Linked DNA regions of Zea mays: region 1 is linked to region 2. The links are chromatin contacts, called in public Hi-C maps. All regions are on one chromosome and are shown on one strand. The core of a region is the stretch at or near the end of the contact, and the rest is flanking DNA. Distances in the headings are between cores, read along the strand shown.

What was found. Hi-C and Micro-C count contacts between places; a contact is called where the count stands out from the background.
Region 1: a contact with region 2 is called in a Hi-C map of tassel, with 3 times the contacts expected there. The contact joins the promoter of LOC100217040 here to the promoter of LOC100276972 in region 2. A contact is called at or near these places in 2 of 25 Hi-C or Micro-C datasets (ear and tassel).

What each region holds. Positions count from the first base shown.
Region 1 is chr6:34,854,705-34,861,159 of Zm-B73-REFERENCE-NAM-5.0, forward strand. LOC100217040 (isovaleryl-CoA dehydrogenase) reads left to right here and starts at 4,018. Exons shown (of 12, transcript NM_001143412.1): 1 at 4,018-4,638; 2 at 4,749-4,793; 3 at 4,957-5,005; 4 at 5,096-5,205; 5 at 5,291-5,367; 6 at 5,475-5,525; 7 at 5,603-5,667; 8 at 6,035-6,189; 9 at 6,297-6,337; 10 at 6,410-6,455. The coding sequence starts at 4,318.
Region 2 is chr6:34,711,360-34,717,612 of Zm-B73-REFERENCE-NAM-5.0, forward strand. LOC100276972 reads left to right here and starts at 3,128. Exons shown (of 3, transcript NM_001150655.2): 1 at 3,128-3,505; 2 at 3,734-3,855; 3 at 4,355-4,879. The coding sequence starts at 3,229. The coding sequence ends at 4,519.

The sequences.
Region 1 (6,455 bases), core at 2,768-5,267, 140 kb after region 2:
GGGCGCTGGCGCCGTCGACTCGCTCGACAGCCGATGAAGTGTCGCCTCCTGCTTGGCCATGCCTGCCCCGCCTCCTCCTCCGTCGGCGGGGAAGGTGACGGGATAGACCCGGATGTTGCTCTTCCGCCACGTGGGGAAGACGTCGTCGATTCGGCCGCGGCGGAGGAAGGAGTATCATGTCGCGCGGCGGAGGAAGGAGTATCATGTCATAGCTGCCGTCGAGGGACATGAACTCAAGGCTCCCAAAACGGAGCACCGTCCAGGGTTGGAGAGGTTGCTGGAGACTACCCATCTGGAGCTTGACGGGAAGCTGTTCGTTAACACGCAGCAGGCCCCTACCTGGCGCGCCAACTATCGGCGTTTCGACCCTGGGGGTCCCTGGACCGATGAGTAAATTGTCGCTGCGTGTCCCAGCCCAGATGGGTCGGCGCGAGACAGAACACAGGGGGGAAAACAGTAAGGGGAAACCGCGGCCTCGTGTTGTCCTGCGCCCAGGGCGGATGCGCTTGCAGTAGGGGGTTACAAGCGTTCGCGAGGGAGAGAGAGAGAGAAAGAGAGAGAGAGACTGTCTGTTAGCCCGTTCTCCCGCGCGGCCATCTTCTCGTATGAGAGCCCTGGACCTTCCTTTTATAGATGTAAGGAGAGGGCCCAGGTGTATAATGGGGGGTGTAGCAATGTCCTAACATGTCTAGCAAAGGGGAGCCAGAGCCCTACATACATGTCGTCGTGGCTGTCGGAGAGGTGTTGCTGCCCTGTTCATGTGATGTCGTGGCCATCGGAGGAGCGCTTGAGCCCTGTGGAAGCACATCTGTCGGGGCTGTTGGATCCTTGCTGACGTCTCCTTACTTCCGTAAGGGGCTGAGAACCGCCGTCGTCATGGAGCACGCGGGGTGCCATCATTACTTGTTTTACCGGGGCGAGCCAGATGGGACGCCGGTCTTGTTCCCCATAGCCTGGGCTAGCTAGGGGTAGGGTAATGATGGCCCCCCCTGTGACGTGGTCGGTCCGAGCCCGAGGTCGGGCGAGGTGGTGACTCCTCCGAGGTCGAGGCTGAGTCCGAGCCCTGGGGTCGGGCGAGGCGGAGACCGTCTTCCGGAGTCGAGGCTGAGTCCGAGCCCTGGGGTCGGGCGAGGCGGAGACCGTCTTCCGGAGTCGAGGTTGAGTCCGAGCCCTGGGGTCGGGCGAGGCGGAGACCGTCGTCCAAGGTCGAGGTTGAGTCCAAGCCCTGGGGTCGGGCGAGGCGGAGACCGTCTTCCGGCGTCGAGGTTGAGTCCGAGCCCTGGGGTCGGGCGAGGCGGAGACCGTCTTCCGGCGTCGAGGTTGAGTCCGAGCCCTGGGGTCGGGCAAGGCGGAGTCCGTCGTCCGAGGTCGAGACGGGGGCCGAGCCCTGGGGTCGGGCGAGGCGGAGCTTCCTATGGCGCCCGAGGCTGGACTTAGCTACTGTCGGCCTCACTCTGGCGAGTGGCACAGCAGTCGGAGTAGGGCAGGCGACGCTGTTTTCCTGTCAGGTCAGTCAGTGGAGCGGCGAAGTGACTGCGGTCACTGCGGCCTTGTCGATTGAGGAGCGTGCGTCAGGATAAGGTGTCAGGCGATCCTTGCATTGAATGCTCCTGCGATACGGTCGGTTGGCGTGGCGATCTGGCCAAGGTTGCTTCTCCGCGAAGCCTGCCCGAGCTGGGCCTCGGGCGAGTGGAAGGTGTGTCCGTTGTTTGAGGAGACCCTCGGGCGAGGCGTGAATCTGCCTTGGTCTACTGTTCCTGCCCGAGGTTGGGCTCGGATGAGACGAGATCGTGTCCCTTGTGTGGACGAAGCCTTGACCGGAATCGCGCCCATCAGGCCTTTGCAGCTTTGTGCTGATGGGGGTTACCAGCTGAGATTAGGAGTCTTGGGGGTACCCCTAATTATGGTCCCCGACAAGAACAGACAGCGACAACACTATTCTAGCTCTCGCTTTAACTACCAGTCACAAATTAGCAATTACTTAAAATTAGCGGCACCGCGCGCTTGTCCTCCTCCCTGGCAGTCGCACGCTCGTCGTCCTCTGTGGCACTCGAGGCACACGAGCATAGTGGTGGGCTGTTGGTTTCGACGGATAGAGAATCTCCATGAAATCTCCAAATGTAGCGGATGCATAGCAAGCGTTATATTTTAGCGGTCTGGGTAGCGGATGCTGCTGGACACCTTTCGGATGAAAGGAGACGCTAAATATAGAGGACAAGATCATTTACAGGTCCTTGTTCAGAGTCTGTCTGGTACTGATAGAAAGTAGCCCGCCTAGAGTCAGCGATGGATGGTGTGAGACGATGAGCAGCGTTGACGATGGGAGGTGGGCCGTGGGCCTAAACTGTACGTACGGAAACCACCCGGCCAGTGTCAGGCCGACCTCCTCCAACTCGTGGGCCGTATCCATCCACAACGCTTTGTGCTTCTCTCTTGGCCGCTGGACAAGCAGAGAACTTGTCGGCCCATTCGTCTGCGACGGCCTTGCCTTGCCTGATCACCTGACCATCTTGATCCTCAGCCAGGCAGGCCGGTCCACGGAAGAGGCACGTGACGTGTACAGTGGAGAGACACCAAAACGGTTCTCCAAGCACAGGAGACAACTAAGAGACTCTATTGTACAATGGAGTATCTATAAACGTAGTCTATTAATAAATACAGAATTAAATGTATTTGTATAGCATCAGATCGATAGAACAGACGACAAATTCGTACAGTGGGAAGTGAGGCGTCTATTGTTACTTGGTTTACGAGCCAGAGGCGTCTCTTCACGGAGAGACGGCTCTAAGATTATTTTGCAAATAACCCCCTAAAACACCTTAAGAGCCCCCACATTAAACACCACTGTACATGCCCTTAGCGGATGCTGATGCTTGGTTTCTTTATTACACCATCATCACAATGAATAATGTCTTGCCCAAAAGGGGATAGCGAGCCAAGAAACGTGTCTGGTTCCCCACCTTATCATCTCGAGAGCATGCGGGCAAGATTCCACTTGCTTTGATAGGCGAGCCAGCTCGGCAATTCCTCCGTAGAGAATCAAGTGTCTCTAATAACAGTGTTCTATTTCGATAATATAGAGCTTAACTCATAAAAGACAACTACAACAATCATATATTTTATATATATTTTTTTAAAAGAAATCTATAGATCATACTATGATTAACCCAAATATACTACACTTCATATTAGTGCCTATTTTTTTTGTTTTCCAATTTATTCTAAACATTTTTTATCTTGATAATGCAATACATGATTCAGGGTCTAATCATTGGAGCTCAATTTATTTTTAATGTCCTAGATATTTTGAATGATGCAGTATGTCAATTTTTAAGATATTATTTTAAAACACATTTTGAGATGCTTAATATATACTAGTATGTTCGGTTACGTCTATTATTTTGTCCCGGTTGCATGGTCTCTTGCGTGCTCAATTTCAATTTGGTTTGCTTTGGCGCCGTGGCGTGGCGATCTCATATGAGGGGGTGTTTGGTTTCTAGGGACTAATGTTTAGTCCCTAGATTTTATTCCATTTTAGTTCCAAAATTGCCAAATATAGAAACTAAAACTTTATTTTATTTTCTATATTTAGCAATTTATACACTAAAAAGTAATAAAATGAAGGGACTAAACATTAGTCCCTAGAAACCAAACACCCACTGAGTCACGTCATCATAATATTCTGCTCTGAACTCTGCGCCCATTCAGACCTTAGGAGACCGAAGGGGATTAGATAAGATTTAAAAAGGTTTTAACTTATAAAAGAGTTAACTAATCCACATCCGTCCCTCTCAACACAATAGGCTCGTGTGGATAAGTGGATGTGGATCCGATACAATCCCAATCCCATGCAGTCCGGTCGGTGGATCCAATGCGATCAGGCCGGCAGCTCCCTGGCCGGCTCCCAGCCCGAGCCCATCATTGCGCCGCCGCCTCCAGCTCCAGCTCATCCGGATGAGGGGGAAGGAAGACGATACCAGACGCTACTCCTACAACTCACCACCACTACACTATCCCCTCCGCTCTCTCTCCGCACTACTGCGTATTAGGTAGCCTCTCGCATTGACAAGCCAGCCGGTGGTTTGGTTCGCTTTGCTTTGCTTACGTGCTGCGCTGCGCGCTCCGACCAGGCCCGCCCCGACCGGCGATGCAGCGGTGGCTCCCGGCGCTCCTCCGCCGCGCGGCGCCCGGCGGCGGCGCGGCGCGGCTCCTCGCCACGTCCTCCCTCCTCTTCGACGACACGCAGGAGCAGGTGCGTCATGCGCTCGCTCTCTCCACTTCCCACTCGGCGGGCCCGCCGCCATTGCGCCTCGCCCCATGCCTGATCGACCCAATTCCTCGCCCGCCCGCCCCCTTGCACCCCGCCGCCAGTTCAAGGAGAGCGTGCGCAAGTTCGCGCAGGAGGCCATCGCGCCGCGCGCCGCGGCCATCGACGCCTCCAACCACTTCCCGCGGGACGTGGACCTGTGGAGGCTCATGGGAGACTTCAACCTCCACGGCCTCACCGCGCCCGAGGAGTACGGCGGGATGGGGCTCGGGTACATGTACCACTGCATCGCCATGGAGGAGATCACCAGGGCATCCGGCGCCGTCGGCCTCTCCTACGGCGCGCACTCCAACCTCTGCATCAACCAGCTCGTGAGTCGTCGTGACTGCCGCTCTGGTTGTTTATGGCAGGCAGAGGACACGCGCGGTAACCAAATCATTTGATTACTCACCCAAGCGGCAATGCTACTTGTTGTGTGCAGGTCCGGCACGGAAACCCGGAGCAGAAGCTCAAGTATCTGCCCAAGGTGCTGTGCTTTTCCGGATTTGCTTCACATCACCATGATGTTTGATGTTTCACAAGGACCGTAGTTTTCTCAAGGAAAAAGATGCACATCGCTAGGATTTCGAATGTTTTCTGTCATGACGGGTTATATTCACGCGTTTTTCATTTTTGCCTTCTCTCCGAAGCTGATCAGTGGGGAGCATATCGGGGCACTGGCGATGAGTGAACCCAACTGTCAGTACCATTCCAACCCCGTTGCTGCTCTGTTCTTCTCCAGCAGTACTATAAGGTTCCTTCTAACGCGTTGCTGAAATGTAATTTCAGCTGGCTCTGATGTCGTCAGCATGAAGTGCAAAGCTGAGAAAGTGGACGGTGGCTATGTCCTTAATGGGAATAAGATGTGGTGCACCAATGGCCCGTCTGCTCAGACACTGGTATTTTTGCTCTTCTTACATTCATTCCCCTATGCTTTCTGCACTCCTGTTATCCTGCTAATTCATCCATGTTGGGATTTTACAGGTTGTTTACGCAAAAACAGATCTAGCTGCAGGGTCAAAAGGAATAACTGCATTCATAATCGAGAAAGGGATGCCCGGGTACAGAACCACTCCGTTATCTTCATTGGACATGATTGAACCTGAACGTGTATGTATTTCTACAGCTTTCTCACCATGTTACTGAGGGTGCATGTTTACGATTACAGGTTCAGTACTGCTCAGAAGTTGGACAAACTTGGCATGAGAGGAAGCGACACGTATGGTGTTTCTACTTGTTCAGGATAATTATACAAGCGGTGAACTCAGGCCCAATTTAACTCCATCTAATCTGCAGGTGTGAGCTTGTTTTTGAGAACTGCTTTGTGCCATGCGAAAATGTCCTCGGTGAAGAAGGCAAAGGTATTATCTCCTGACTTTTGAAGCTCATTCATGTGTGTCAGATATTTGCTCTGTTGTTTGAGTTAGTTGCCTGTGCGGTGCATGGCGCAGAGATTGGAACTATAGTAGCATCTATTTCTAAAGGCAAAGATATTCTGCACATGGGAAACTGCAATAATTCTGTCTACTTTTCATCCAGAAGTAGTTTCTAAACTCCCTATAGTCTATAGAACAAGGAAGAGTTCTTTAACTATGTGCCCACCTCTAATCTCAATGCCTTCTCTTTTCGCAGATGTTCATTCCATGATTTTCTAAACCCCATATAAAGCTAGAAACAGTTCTTTAATTGGAGGATCACCTTTGATCTCTATGCCTTTTCTTGTGGCAGGTGTTTATGTCATGATGTCAGGGCTTGATCTGGAAAGGCTTGTATTAGCTGCGGGCCCTATTGGCCTTATGCAGGCATGCCTTGATGTTGTACTTCCATATGTTCGCCAGAGGGAGCAATTCGGCCGTCCAATTGGTGAATTTCAGTTCATACAGGTAAAGCCTTGTAACTGTCATATGTATTCTGTTTTCTCGTGCTTCATGTTGCAATAATTTTATTAGCAGCCATAGCACTAACAATAAAGAGTCTGCTTGTAATGCAGGGGAAAATGGCTGATATGTACACTTCGTTGCAGTCGTCAAGGTAGGATCTTGCTCAATATTTTTCCTTACAAGTTTAAACATCTTATCGGTACAATTTCATTTTTTCCATCAGATCATTTGTATACTCAGTTGCTAGGGACTGCGATAATGGCAAAGTT
Region 2 (6,253 bases), core at 1,878-4,377:
ACTTTGACGATATCATTTACCCTTTGTCGTTACTCATGTAACTCTCAATGGTATAACCCTTCACTCATATTTACTTTACTATTTGGGAGAAAGTATTAGGCCCCAAAGGGGGGGGGAAACCAAAAAGGGCTCTCAACGTCTCCGTTTTTTGGCGATTAATGCCAAAGGGGGAGAGAATATTAAGTCCAATGCAAAAGGACCGCACCACCAAGCAAAAGGACCGCACAACCATAATTTAATTTTGAAATAAAGCTTCAATTGATATTTGACAATTTCTCAATTGGTATTCATGCTTCACTTGTCTTGAGAAAGCAAAATTTCAATTGGTATCTAAATAATGGAAATCTCTTCAATTGGTATCTTTCAAGATGATATAAAAATATCAATTGGTACAATTTCAAAAAGGGAAATCATTTTCAAAAACCATCTTGAAAGCTAAGGGGAGAAATTCTTCAGGGGGAGCTTTTATTTAGTCAAAGGAAAAGTATTTGAAACATGGGGAGAAATTTCAAATCTAAAAAATGCTTCTTGCAATCACATTTCTATACCTTTGACTATTTGCAAAAGATTTTGAAAATATTTTTCCAAACGTTTTGCGAAAACAACCTAAGGGTGCAAATGTGGTCCAAACGTACATTCATGTCAATATCACTTATATTCACTTAGAATTGCTTTCATTTCAAAAGCTTATGAACACCTGACCAATTGCAAACTAGTTATAATTTCATACTTTTTATTTTGCTTTGGTTTGTGTTGGCATCAATCACCAAAAAGGGGGAGATTGAAAGGGAAATGGCCTTAAACCATTTCTCATATTTTGGTGCTTGATGACCTTCACAACCATTCAGACTAACTAGTTTGCCTAGTCTCTGCTTCACAGGTTCATAAGATCAACAATTCAGTTTCTAAAGTTAGAATAAGCTCAGTTCCAAACAAATAGGGGTAATACATGGAATAGATGAACTACCAATAGTTCTACTCTTTGGATAAGTTCTAAATACCCTGAGAAATCCTTTCAACACATATAGAAAGGTTGGAAAGCTCGAAATCAACATATCACTATTGTGGAGCAAGTATTGAGCAAAAGAAGATATATGAGTAAAAGAATCAAAATGCAAAGAGGATTGGACTAAGAAGATGAGAATACAACACCTCAAAATGAAGACATAAAAGAAGCAAAAGTCCAAGACTCAAGATCAAGAGAAGCTCAAGAGAGTCAGCGAAGAAATCCAACAACGGGATAAGACAAGTTTACACCAGCCTATGGTGCACCGGACTGTCTGGTGCCCAGGCGGGCACGCCCAGCGAACCGACCGCTCTCGGGAAAAACTCAGCGCCCGTGGCTAAAATTCATTGGAATGTCCGGTGAGCCTAGGGCCAACGGTCATCTTTGCCAACGGTCGACTGCTACGCGGTCAGAAAGGACAGAAGAGCAGAAGCGGTCAGAGAAAGTCAGTCGCACCGGACTGTCTGGTCCACCTCAGGGAAGACAAATCCAACAGTCGACTCCAACAGGCAACTGACATGGCAGGCACCGGACACTGAACAGTGTTGTGTCCGGTGCACACCGGACTGTCCGGTGCGCCCACCGATAGAAAGCTTGCTTTCTGTCCAACGACTATTTGGGGGGGGTTGGAGGCTATAAATACCACCCCAACCGGCCATTTCAAGGTGTGGGAGCCCAAGCAACATATCAAGGCATATAGTAGACATATTTAAGCCCTCCCAACCACCTCCATTCATTGATCTATCTCATACACAAGATTTAGCCCACATCAAAGCCTCACAAGTGCCACAAAAGAGAGATCAAGCGAAAGAGAGCTACTCGTGTGTGTTTAGCGATAGTGCCTTATGAAAGTCATTGAGAGAAAGTGTGTGCTACATCTTGTGATTATTTGAGCGTGGAGTTTTGACTCCCATTCATCTTCCACCAAACTTTTTGGAGACTTGTAACGCTAGCAAGAGACACCTAAGTGTGTGGTGGTCCTTGCGGGGTATTAGTGATCCTTGAGATTAAGAAGAAGCACTCGCCGGTCTTGGTGATCGGTGGAGAGAGGGAAAGGGTTAAAAAAGACTCGTCCTTAGTGGACTCCTCAACGGGAATTAGGTTCTTGGTGAACCGAACCTCGGTAAAACAAATCACCCGTGTCACTTGTGTTTATTGCTTGTGATTTGTTCGTTTTCTCCTTCTCTAAGTTCTGTTGCACTATCCTTTATTAATATTACTTTGTGTTGCTTTGAGTTAAATTCTCATTCAGAGAAGTAACGCCTTGCAAGAAAGAACTTGTGTTATTTATCTTCTCATCTAAGCCCTCTTGCATTATTCTCTATAAACATTCTTAGTAGTATTGCTTTTGTTAATTCCGCATTCTTTTAAAGCAATACTCTTTGCAAGCAAAGGACTTAGTTTTATACTCCGATAAATTGTGCATATTGTTCTAACCACTAATCAAGGGATCAAGTCTGGGTTTAGAGTTATAATTCACAGGTTTCGCCTATTCACCCCCTCTAGGCGACTTATAGTAGGAATCCGTCACTTTTTTTAAGTCTAAATACTACATCTTCATCTTCCTGCACATGTAATACTCACGATGCCCATATTCTTTCCACAGTCAAATTCTTAGAAAAGAGACTCGAAGGCTTTCACGTGTAACACTATAAAAAGTAATGCTGCCTGTGTCCCAAATTATAATTTATTTGATTTTTTGTGTCAAGTTTGATCGACTCGTCTTATTCATTTTTTAAAAAATAAAAAAATCGTACTTAAAGTATATTATATGCTAAACAATGTTACAGTAAAAATTAGCAATAAATATGATTTTTTAATAAAGCAAGCTGGTCAAAACTAGGGTAAAAAAGTCAAACGAATTATAATTGAAATGGAGGAAGTAATATTTATTTTAAGTAGTGTGTATAAAAAAGTATTAATATTCATAATACCAAACGAATATCATATATTAACTCTATATTATGTATATTCTTTTAGTAAATCCAATTAAATTATATACTCGTTGAGTACATGAAGTCTGAAGAGTGAGTGGTGGAGTATATTCTCTGCGAGTGGGGACTAGAAGGAGTACGCCTTTGGTACACCGTTTGCGTAGAACCAAAAATACACAATTTGAACGCAGCAGCACACTCGCCCGGTCGCCCCTGAGCAGCGTCGCACACCATTCCCTGCTAAAAACCCTAGCCCATCAGGGCAGCGACCTTCTAGAACCGTCTCCAATGGCGCTACTCCGAGCGCTCCGGCGAGCCCTTCCGGCGCTCTCCTCGCCGGCGGCGGTTCTCCCCCGTCGCGCCCCGCACCCACTACCTCCTCCGCCCGCTCCTCGTCGGTTCCTGGACCCGATCGGGCTCCGCTCCTTCTCCGCCGCCGCCGCCACCGCGTCGCAGGCGCCGCCCATGGGGGCCACCCTGTTCGGCGGGCTCATGGACACCCGGTTCCCGAAGCGCCGGCCGGGCTTCGCCAACCGCCGGAAGAGGGCTAGCTTGCGCCCCAAAGGTGTGGAGGAATTCTCCGGCCTTTCGTTTCTAGCTGTCCTGACGCTTCGATCTGGCTAGTTTTGCATCTGTTCTATATCATTCCTCTTATTTTCGCTGCTCGATTGGAGCGTGGCTGTGTTCTTGTAGTTTATTTACAGAGTTTCTGCTGGGGTCCCTGATAGGTTCAACGCCGTTCGTCCGCTTGTTCAGTTCTGTCACTAATGTCCATGCTGCTGCTCGTCCGCAGGTCCGTACTACTGGGTGAAGTGCAAGCCTGACGAGCCCATACCAGTTAGTCAGCCGAACCAAGGGAGCGTACGAGGGAGGAAGGAGAAGAAGCGGATCAAGCAGCGCAAGGACTTTATCATGGTGAATGCCCTTTGCATTCTCTATAGCCGTTACTGTCGATTTACTGTTGATTTACTGCTACGGTATTCTGTTTTATGCTATGTAAGCCTAGCTTGATTTTCCTTTATGCTGGAAGGGGAATTTTTTTCACCAATAAAATCTTGAGAGTTGATAGGTAGATGTCGCCTAGCAGTCCCAAGTGTCACCATGAAACGGATCTGCACAATAACTTTTTATGCCACCCAGTCAATTCCAGCGGTGCTCAGCAGAGTTTAAAATCAACCTTCTTTTGATTCACTATTTTACAATCTCTTCATTTTCCTGGACCCAAGCAAGTGAATGGCATAACCCAAGCCTGGCATAGAGATACATGAGTAAACTGAAATATCGACCAAAGCAACTCAGTCGATATGGCTGAGTAGTGTTACCTGGATCTGAGCTCTACGTTTCTAGTTAGAGCTGATGTATCGCCCTTATAGTTTCTAATGAAACACTTAAAATGCATGTGTTACTTGTACAGGCTGAGAAGAAGAAGCGCAGAGCTCAGTATTCTGCTGCTGTTAAGAGAAAGGAGGCAGAACGAACAGAAAGGAAGATGGCTGCTGTGGCAAGAGAGCGGGCATGGGCAGCAAGGTTGATAGAGCTAAAACAGATTGAGGAAGACGTTAAAGCTGTAATGGCATAAGGGCCTGCTCTGGAAAATGGCAAGGCGTCTAACCTGTTTCTGCTGCTCTATTTTCTCCTCCTTTGTTCCTACATAGTTTAAATTGTCACAATTCTTTGTGATGGAATGGAAGACCAGTACCACTTCTTTCAACAGTAATATCAAATGCCGGAACTGTTTTTTTAATACAGACTCTCATTAGACCATGTTTGGAGTTTGTTTACTTTTGATGTAATTTAGAATAAGTGATGCGATGGTATCTGTGTGCTTGACATCTGAGATGGCTGTTGTCTGCAATATATAGTTTTGGTACACTTGTTCTATGATACATAATTTGTACTGTCAGTATTCAAGCAACTAATGCTTGCTAGTCTTTTGATCTACGTCCCAACTACCTCTTGGTCATCTTTTCCAGCAGTTTTGAAATTTTGATGTATTGAATACAATTTTACATTGGATTGAAAAATATCTTAACGATAGTTGTGATTCTGAAAAAAAAGACATTCATGAACCTGATGCAGATTTATATTCCGTAGTCCACTGTCTCCACTCATCACAAGTGTCACTCTTCGTTCATTCTGTCTCAGTTCCTGTCTGCATTACTTTTGTCCCACCTCTCCAAAACGGAGCTCCTTGACAATTTCGGTTCATACTTGCGTGTGGTTGCTACATAATGATCCGTGTCCTTTGCATGGTCTGACTTCCTCAACTGCAAGATTGGTCCTCTACATCCATGAAAGGATGGCCTCAATACATCCATGAAAGGATGCCCTCAAGGGTTCTACTGTTCTAGGCATCTTTGAAACGGTTAGCTTCAGTCAAATACAAGCTTTTTAAATCCTGCTGAGTGGTTTTCAATACTTTGAACATGAAGATAACAGTTTACTAGAAATAACAAGTTTCAGCTGGGTTCAGGCTTCTAATGCTCTAAACCATTCTCTGTTGTGGCCTCATGGGTTACTGTTATGTACATCGAGACATGTTAGGGGCCGCAGCCCATTAGGGGCTGATAGCCGGTCGGCTAGGGTAGGCCAAGACCCATAGTTAGCTGAGAGGTTTATTTAGATAGTTAGACTTATCCAGAGCTATTAGATAGACTTGAGAGCTATTAGATAGACTTGAGAAAGTTATATATATACACACACTATTGGAAGAAAGCAAGCAGAAACAAGATTGTTTTCAACTTACTTAAGGGAGTCGGGAGATCCCAAATACCCTAGCCGCCTCCTATTGAGTTGCGCCCTCAACCACGGCGCCGGGCCGCCGTCCCTCGCGACTAATCCCTAGACTACCGATCTCTCATCACCACAATCTCAGATCGGTCAGCCTAGGGAACGCGACTTCTACCAATCTGGTATCAGAGGACTCGACGATCATGAGCTCTGCCGCTGCCCCCAGGCAGCAGCTGCCGCCAGCATCAGGCGGACCTCCGGCAACGTCTAGCGCACTGGTCGCAACCCCTTCTTCGTCGGGAGCCATGATGCTCGCCGATACGGGAGCGCTGGCCTCCACCTTCTCGGGGTCGGTCACGCCGCCGACGTCGGTCCTCATGTCCGCAAAAATCGTGGCAACGCTGGTCGACCTGAGCCACTGCATGCGCTACGTCCAGGACACCTTAAGCACACTGCTGTCAGGACAGATCAGCCTCCCGACCCCCAAATACCCAACCGACGCCACCAACCCTAACCGCGCCGCTGCCATCTGCTTCGTGGCTGGTCCTCACTAACCCATCCGCACCACTGCAATATGTACCAC